3 separate regions of the Sus scrofa genome follow, and regions 2 and 3 are each linked to region 1. Evidence: chromatin contacts called from public Hi-C data. All regions are on one chromosome and are shown on one strand. The core of a region is the stretch at or near the end of the contact, and the rest is flanking DNA. Distances in the headings are between cores, read along the strand shown. Region 1 overlaps TNIK (TRAF2 and NCK-interacting protein kinase). Region 2 has its middle 39 kb from the start of SLC2A2. Region 3 overlaps SLC2A2 (solute carrier family 2 member 2).

The links. Hi-C and Micro-C count contacts between places; a contact is called where the count stands out from the background.
Region 2: a Hi-C map of liver shows a contact between it and region 1, with 2.2 times the contacts expected there. The contact joins two enhancer-like sites. A contact is called at or near these places in 1 of 5 promoter capture datasets (liver), 18 of 47 Hi-C or Micro-C datasets (alveolar macrophages, embryonic fibroblasts, epiblast stem cells and 10 more) and 1 of 2 datasets of contacts at active chromatin or transcription factors (skeletal muscle).
Region 3: a contact with region 1 is called in a Hi-C map of liver, with 5 times the contacts expected there. The contact joins two enhancer-like sites. A contact is called at or near these places in 1 of 47 Hi-C or Micro-C datasets (liver) and 1 of 2 datasets of contacts at active chromatin or transcription factors (alveolar macrophages).

Annotation. Positions count from the first base shown.
Region 1 is chr13:109,747,755-109,750,297 of Sscrofa11.1, forward strand. It overlaps TNIK (TRAF2 and NCK-interacting protein kinase), which reads right to left. Exons shown (of 30, transcript XM_021071173.1): 10 at 136-311. Among named protein-coding and RNA genes, the nearest start is that of SLC2A2, 130 kb to the left of the region's middle. Within about 2 kb of position 1,262, at least 17 of the 83 cell types and tissues checked have an H3K27ac peak or open chromatin away from gene starts, as enhancers often do. A contact at or near this core is called in fetal liver and liver, where this site is marked.
Region 2 is chr13:109,574,290-109,576,832 of Sscrofa11.1, forward strand. No RefSeq gene overlaps it. Among named protein-coding and RNA genes, the nearest start is that of SLC2A2, 39 kb to the right of the region's middle. Within about 2 kb of position 1,277, at least 6 of the 83 cell types and tissues checked have an H3K27ac peak or open chromatin away from gene starts, as enhancers often do. A contact at or near this core is called in fetal liver and liver, where this site is marked.
Region 3 is chr13:109,595,713-109,598,255 of Sscrofa11.1, forward strand. SLC2A2 (solute carrier family 2 member 2) reads right to left here. Exons shown (of 10, transcript NM_001097417.1): 7 at 2,407-2,511. Among named protein-coding and RNA genes, the nearest start is that of SLC2A2, 17 kb to the right of the region's middle. Within about 2 kb of position 1,274, at least 7 of the 83 cell types and tissues checked have an H3K27ac peak or open chromatin away from gene starts, as enhancers often do. A contact at or near this core is called in liver, where this site is marked.

The sequences.
Region 1 (2,543 bases), core at 12-2,511:
AAAAAAAAAAAAAAAGAATACTTAAAGAATAATGCAGCCCTCTTGGAAATTCTGCAGTCACCTCCCAATACACCAAGGGCCTGTGACTCATTCTGTCTTTTGTTTCCCTTGCTGAAATACAGGTGAGCATCTCACCTTTCTCTCCCCGCTTCTTCTTTGTTCTATCAATATGGTCCTTGAGCTGGATGCGGACCTGTCGTTCATTAGGTTGATCGCGGATAAACGGATGCTTCATCAGTTGTTCTGTTGCGGGTCTCTGGCTGTGATTCTTTACCAAGCAGCTCTCAATAAAGGACTGGAATTTTTTTGACCTGCCAAACAGAAGAGATGAACCCATACGTAAAAAGACAATCCGTAGAAAAGCAAGCTTATATTTTCTGAAATGCTAGAATGAAAAAAAAAAGGTCCAATCAGCTATGTAGGGGTCAACCAATCACAAAGTAGGTCTAGCTTTTCATTAGACATTAGGAGTTCAAAGGCACCATCACCATCATAGCTCAGGCAGTGCATGGCAGTTACATTGTGAAAGCGTTTTTTCCGCAGTTTATACAGAATATCACATGGAAGACCAATAGGCATCAGAGAAGAGAAAGACCCTGATGAGAACCACTGTTTGGAAGGTCTGTTGGACTGAAGGAACCAGAGCTAGATCTTCAAGAACTAGGAGAAAATCATTCTTGGGAAAGGATAGTTCAGGGAGGTAGGCAATCAGTGAAAACCTAATAGCATACTATATGTCAGGGGACACTGAGGTGAGTTGTCTAAATGAGGAAGAAAATGCAAGCTGGGAAAAGTAAAACCAGGGTGGAAGAGGTAAGGGGGAGTACACTTTGTAGAAATGAGCAAGATTCTTATACGGCATGTTTTTTCATTGGTGATTTCAGTCACTTTGGAACTCTGCTTTCCAAGAATAAAAATAGGATGTGTGCGCATGTCTGCTATTAATCCACCGACTGGAAAAACTAACTTTAAGGGGCTAAGTTCATAAGCAAATTTATCTCCTTCTAGAAAGGCATCGTTTCCTCAGGAATAAACCCTGTCCCAGAGATTCCTCGGGGCTGGGGAAAGCTGGCGAGTGACACCAGCATTTAGGGTAAAGTTCACAACGTGGTAGAAGTTAATGGTGGACTTCAGCTATGATTCAGGAGTTGGGCATGCGTGTTCTTGCTGAAAGTTTCTAGAAATTGTTCAGCATCATAAATAATTAAGCTCATGACTCTATAGCATGCCTTTCCCAGGTGTTCCACTGGCAGCACTGCACGTTGTCCTCAGAGTCCATGGGGGAACCAGAGTCACTCTTCTCAGTGTCCCAGCCCTGCTCAGGAATGCAACCATTTTGTGCTCTCTGTTGCCCCCCTGTGGAGAATTCGGGAGTTACAGGAGAAGATCAACAGCCAGCTTTCCCACACTTCCCAGCAGGCGAGATACACAGTTTTCAGGCTGGAAAAGTGTCCTCACCACATGGAACACAGCGGCAGGCATGTTCTTCAGGATTCAGATGTGAGAGGGCACTGGTATACGCACTGCTCTCCATGATTGCCCGAGTCAAAAAACACATTGCACTCTGTGTTTTTCAAAGTAGTACTAAATTATTGGTCTTTTTTTCCACCTTAAATTTCTAGGCAATGATCGAACTTTTAAATCATTTAACATAGAAATAAAAGTCACCTGCCATGCTTGGGGTCAGCGGGGGATGTATCAGGATTGGCAACACTGTGGACTAGAAATGGTACCTCCCTCTAGGTCCTTCAGCCCACATTTCTGCTTCCCCTACACTGGAAATTCTCCCCAGAGCTGGGACATAATTGAGCCATCTTTGTATCACAAGCACACTGCATGCTTGACAAATGAATGCATGAGTGATTATTGGCTGAGAGTTCTGGACAAGAGCTGTAATGTGGCTATGTTCAAATACGTCCTTGTAAGGGACAGAAAGGAAGACTTGGAGAGATTTTTTCTCTTTCTAGGGCCACACCCGTGGCATATGGAAGTTCCCAGACTAGGGGTTGAATTGGAACTACAGCTGCTGGCCTATAACACAGCTACAGCAACACCAGATCTGAACCGCTTTCTGCAACCTACACCACAGTTCACTGCAACGCCGGGTCCTTAACCCAGGGATTAAGTGGTGCCAGGGATCGAACCCAATTCCTCATGGATACTAGTTGGGTTCATTACTGCTGACCCACAAAGGTAACTCCCAAGAAGGTATTATTTAATATGCCCTCTTTCTAGCCATCAGGTTACTCTGTAGAGGTGCTAATGTGATATCATCTAAGGAGGGACCTTGCAAAAAACAATAACAACAACAAAACCATAACAAAATAATGGAATAAACTGAAGTGAGTAAGGTTAACCTGCATAAATAAATAGACAAACTCCACACGGTACTCTTCTAGGTAGAAAATCAGTACTAAAAAGATAAGCGCAAAACCAAAGGAAGACAGAAAGCTATTAAATATTCACCAAGAATGCAAATGGAAGTTCTCTTTTTTCCTGCTTGCAACTAGAAGGAAGAGCGTGCTTTTTTATAAAGTGCTCAA
Region 2 (2,543 bases), core at 27-2,526, 170 kb before region 1:
GTCAAGTGGTGATGCAATACACTGGGCTTTGCAGTGTGGTCAGTGGATTTAGGCTCCCTGGATTTGAGTCCTGGCTATACTAATTTACTATTCCGCATGTATGATTTCAGGCAAGTTGCTTAAAATTCGTGTTTTATCTCTAAAATGGGATTATAATAGTACCCATTTAAAGATGCTGGTTTTTTTTTTAATATTTTTTTAAATTTTCCCACTGTACAGCAAGGGGGTCAGGTTATCCTTACATGTATACATTACAATTACATTTTTTCCCTCACCCTTTCTTCTGTTGCAACATGAGTATCTAGACAAAGTTCTCAATGCTATTCAGCAGGATCTCCTTGTAAATCTATTCTAAGTTGTGTCTGATAAGCCCAAGCTCCCGATCCCTCCCACTCCCTCCCCCTCCCATCAGGCAGCCACAAGTCTCTTCTCCAAGTAAAGATGCTGTTTTGATAGAAGATTTAATAATCCCATCCAAAGCACTTAAAAGAGGGTCTGCCACATAGTACACAGTACCCGACTTATGATGGTTTGACTTAACGATTTTTCAACTTTCTGCTAGTGCAAAAGTGATAGATGTTTACCTGGACCTTGAATTTTGAATTTTGATCTTTTTGCAGGCCAGCATATATGAAATGATATTCTTTCATAATGTTGGGAAGAGGCAGTGAGTCGCAGCTTCCAGTCAATGAAATCATGAGGGTAAATAACCAATATCTTACAGTGTCCTGTGTTAGACCATGTTTAAGGTACGCTGGGCTAAGCTATGATGTCCAGTCAGTTAGATGTAAAAAATGCATTTTCAACTTAAGACATTTTCAGCATATTGTGGTTTTATTGGGACATAATCCCATCATAAGTCAAGGAGCATCTATACATGCAATTAATGTATACTCAATTCACACAGTGGTCGTGTTAATAGGGAACTCACTGCCCACCAAAACATTTGATTATTAGAAAGTTGTTCTTCATGATAGGTTGAAATTGGGCCCCTGTAGCTTTTACCTAGAATATATTCCTACCTGAAAAATGGAAGAAATTTTAGGAAGGCAGCTTTTGGTTCAATTTAATGAAGTAGCTTCCAACATTTAGAGTTGTCTAACAGAAATAGACAGGCTAAGGAGGGGTGATTTTCACAAGTTAAAATAAATATACAGCCTCTTGGTTGTAGACCATTCCCTGGATAAAATCCAAAATAGCAGGTTTCAGAGCTTATCTGTACTACAAGTGGACTATGAAACGCATTTGGAAAGCACGTGAACACACAGACATTAAACTTTGATTTTGTACTATAGTGACACTGTGATTGGCAAACCCAATTTGAAATGACAGATTTGCTTAAGACCATGAGTATATTATCTTTTGTGTGTGTGTGTGTCTTTTTTTGTCTTTTCTAGGGCTGCATCCATGGCGTATGGAAGTTCCCAGGCTAGGGGTCTAATTGGAGCTACAACTGCCTGCCTACACCACAGCCACAGCAGCACCAAATCCCAGCTGTGTCCATGACAGCTCACAACAGCACCAGATCCTTAACCCACTGAGCAAGCCTAGGGATTGAGCCCACAACCTCATGGCTCCTAGTCAGATTCGTTAACCACTGAGCCACGACGGGAACGCCTTTGAGCATATCATCTTGCATTGAATTCCACAGAGGAATTAATATCCCACAACACTCAGATTAAACTTGGTTCTACAACAGAGAATTGGGGACCAATCTCCTTTGTTACTCTTAAATCAATCAATACTTATGATGAAATTTATATTATGACATTGGCAGTCAAAGCCAATCTTCTACCAGAGACCCCTGCAAAGAAGAGACATTAGAAACAAGACAAAAGGAACCATGCTATATTTTATTAAGCTGATTTCCAAGGCTTAAGTGAAATACTCTTTCTATTGAGAGAAAGTCTCACCATGGGTTTCATAGTGTGAAAGTTTTATGACAGATTTTTGACTAATGGAAACAACTATGCTTTGAAACAGAGTTTAAATGGGAGTTGATGTGTGTTTATCAGTTTTGAATTGATTTACAATTCATAAGCCCTTAGATGTTAGAAAAGAATGATTATTTCATGAAGCACCTTGGTGAAGATCCACAGGCATAGTCAGTAGAGGCCAACAGTAAATCAAGGCTGTGAATGGAGCCTTGTGGGAGCCCTCTGCTATTGCTGCACTGGCTATTCTATAACAGGGAGGGGCTAACCCTCCCTTCCTGTGAGGCATTTCCATATCCTTCAATATATAACCTGAGTTATATAACTGAGTAGTTTATTCTTTGAGGATATGACTCAAGTTGGATTATTTCTAGGGGTCAAACTACTATAATTCTTGGCAACTACGTGGAGATTTAGATTTGAAGATTAGAAATAGTGTTACATAGAATAGTATTATAATATACTGTGGATTTTTTTCCTTTTAAAAAAGTGGATCCACCACCTTTATTTTTTAAAATTTTAAAAATTAAAAAATTTTTTTCATTTATAATGATTTTTATTTTTTCCATTATGGCTGGTTTACAGTGTTCTGTCAATTTTCTACTGTAT
Region 3 (2,543 bases), core at 24-2,523, 150 kb before region 1:
CGAAGGGAACTCCCAATTATGACTTTTAAAGATGACTTGATGACAGCATGTCAAGCTGCCAAGAAAACTGGAGCATTTCTTCAGGAAAAAGGGCTTTTACTGTGTCTGTTTCTTCATATCTGAACAATTGCTATGAAAAGAATTATAAATCTAAGACTATAGACCTTGAAAATTGATTCAGACTCCTTTCTTGGGGCAGATGAAGACTCAGGAAGGAGTGTGACACAGGGTAAGACTTGGTCAGGGACTGGAGATGTCTGCCTGAACTTAACTTTGGTCTTTGCCCTGGGCACTGTGCATCACTCAGATCCCGGATGACAACCTAGAGGGACTTTCTCCTCTAGACTCATGCTGCCCTGTAGTGTCCTTCATATTTCTTTCTCTTTTGTTTTCTCTCTCAAGATTACAGGCTCCCTTCTCCTGGCTCATTAGTGTAAAAGAAAATATGGAATGTGGAACATAATACAGAGTTGAGTTAGGAAAGTCTCTCCAAGTATCATTCGGGAAAACATAAAAAAAGATTGATTATAGTCCTTCTAAGTTGTTGAAACCTTAATATATTATCAGTGCATATTCTTATTTGTACATGTGTACATCTTTATTTGAAAGGATACATGGAATTTGGTAACATTGGGTTTTGTTTTGTTTTTTTTTTTTGGCAAGAGAAACTGGATCACTGAGAGGCTATCCTTTTTGTATCTATTTGAACTTTAAAACAATTTTTCAAAAATAAATATAATTAAATTTTTATGTTATCTGTAGTCCTGGAGAGTTAATTAGACAGCTGATTAGAGCTGATTTTTTTTTGTCACTCATTTGTACACAATTTTCACAGAATAAAAGGATGAGTTCTAAAGAGGTATATTCAAAATACACAAGACACTTTTCAGAACAATTCCTTCCATTCCATGGGATTGGTAGGAGGAAACACAAAGAAATTCTGCAGTAGTTTCCTCTTTAGGTATTCTTAGAGTTTAGGTTACCCTGACCTTGATAACCTGATCTTGGTAACTTTACATGGCAAATCCTGTTACAAATAAAATGTTTTAATCATAATCTCTATATGAGAAAAATATGTTGCAGTGGGATTTGCAAAAATATTATCACAGGAGACAAGAATGTGATTAGTCCCTCGGACTCCATCCCAGCACCAGGGCTTTGTTGATTTAGAATGCCTTTTGGTTTGAACAGGCATTCTCTCTAAATGCATATCTACAGAAACGCTGGTGTTCCCTTGTTATCTGTTCCTCCTCTTTCCAAGGTCCAGTTCTGTTTAATGTGCACTGGACAAACCTGCCTTTTGATCTAGGTAGCCAGGCTGTAATTTATTGACCACTCTCAGTAATAGTTAAAAGTCCATGTGCAGAGAATGAAAAACAAGTGACTAAAGTATATTGAGTATATGGCACTGTGGCCAAAACTTAAAAGCACAGTCTCTTTGAACATCCTGCATTCAAAGATAAAAGTAAACCCAATTATCCTCATTTTAAGTGAGTTACTTTAGTTGGGAAGTTTTGGGTTTTTTTTTTTTTTTTTTTTTTGGTTGGTTGATTTACTTTAATTCTTAGATGGCTAGGTTAAGAATTGCTAATGTCAAGATACTGAATCATTCCTTAGACAAGATATTTGGTCTTAGTACATGTGCTGCCAAAATAAGCACTTAGGTGTTTGGTCTTAAGAAGAGTACATGTCCTCCTCCCATGTCAGAAAAAAAAAAAAAATTCAAAAATATATAATAACATTTGACATTTGAAAAAAGTTACATTTCAAAAATGACAATAATATTTCAAGTTATACCACTTTTACTCAATCCTCTCCTAATATTACACAGTCATATGCATCACCAGAAGCCTTGTCCTGTGAGCTACCTGGAAGCTCTGCCAAATGGCCTAACATCATAGGAATTTACTGAATCGGTTTCATTTTGCTAGAGGTTTAGATATCTAATTGAGAGGACCATGTTTATTTAAAAATTTTTTTTTCTCTAAGACATCAGGATAAAAAAAGAATCTCAGCCATGGAAGGAGAGGAATCTAAGTGCAAGATCCAATATTGATAGAAACGCCCAGCTGTTTGCTAATCCCAAGGGGCTTAAGTACAGAGCAAAGGAGAAGGAACCCAGGTATTTACAAAAAATATTGAGTGTCTGTGTCCCTAAGTGAGTTATTAATTCACAATGAGTAACAAATGGCCTCCTCAGCATTTGTGACCTACCGACTCAGTTATGTCAAATCTCAATATACTGGTTGGTTATTCAACACTCTTCCTGTGACCCACTTTGTTCTATATAAATACCCAGTACTTGTGGACAATAAATCATTGGTTGCTTTTATATCACAAGGTTTTTTAACTCCCATTTCTGGACGGAGGAGCAAGCAGGATATTTATCTAGGGTATTTTACTTACAGAGAGAGCAGTGAAAATCGTGTTGATAGCGCCAACTCCAATGGTTGCGTAAACAGGTTGGCTGATTCCAGCTGTCTGAAAAATGCTGGTTGAGTAGTAAAAGATCTGCAAAATAATAATAGTTTATCCTTAATCAA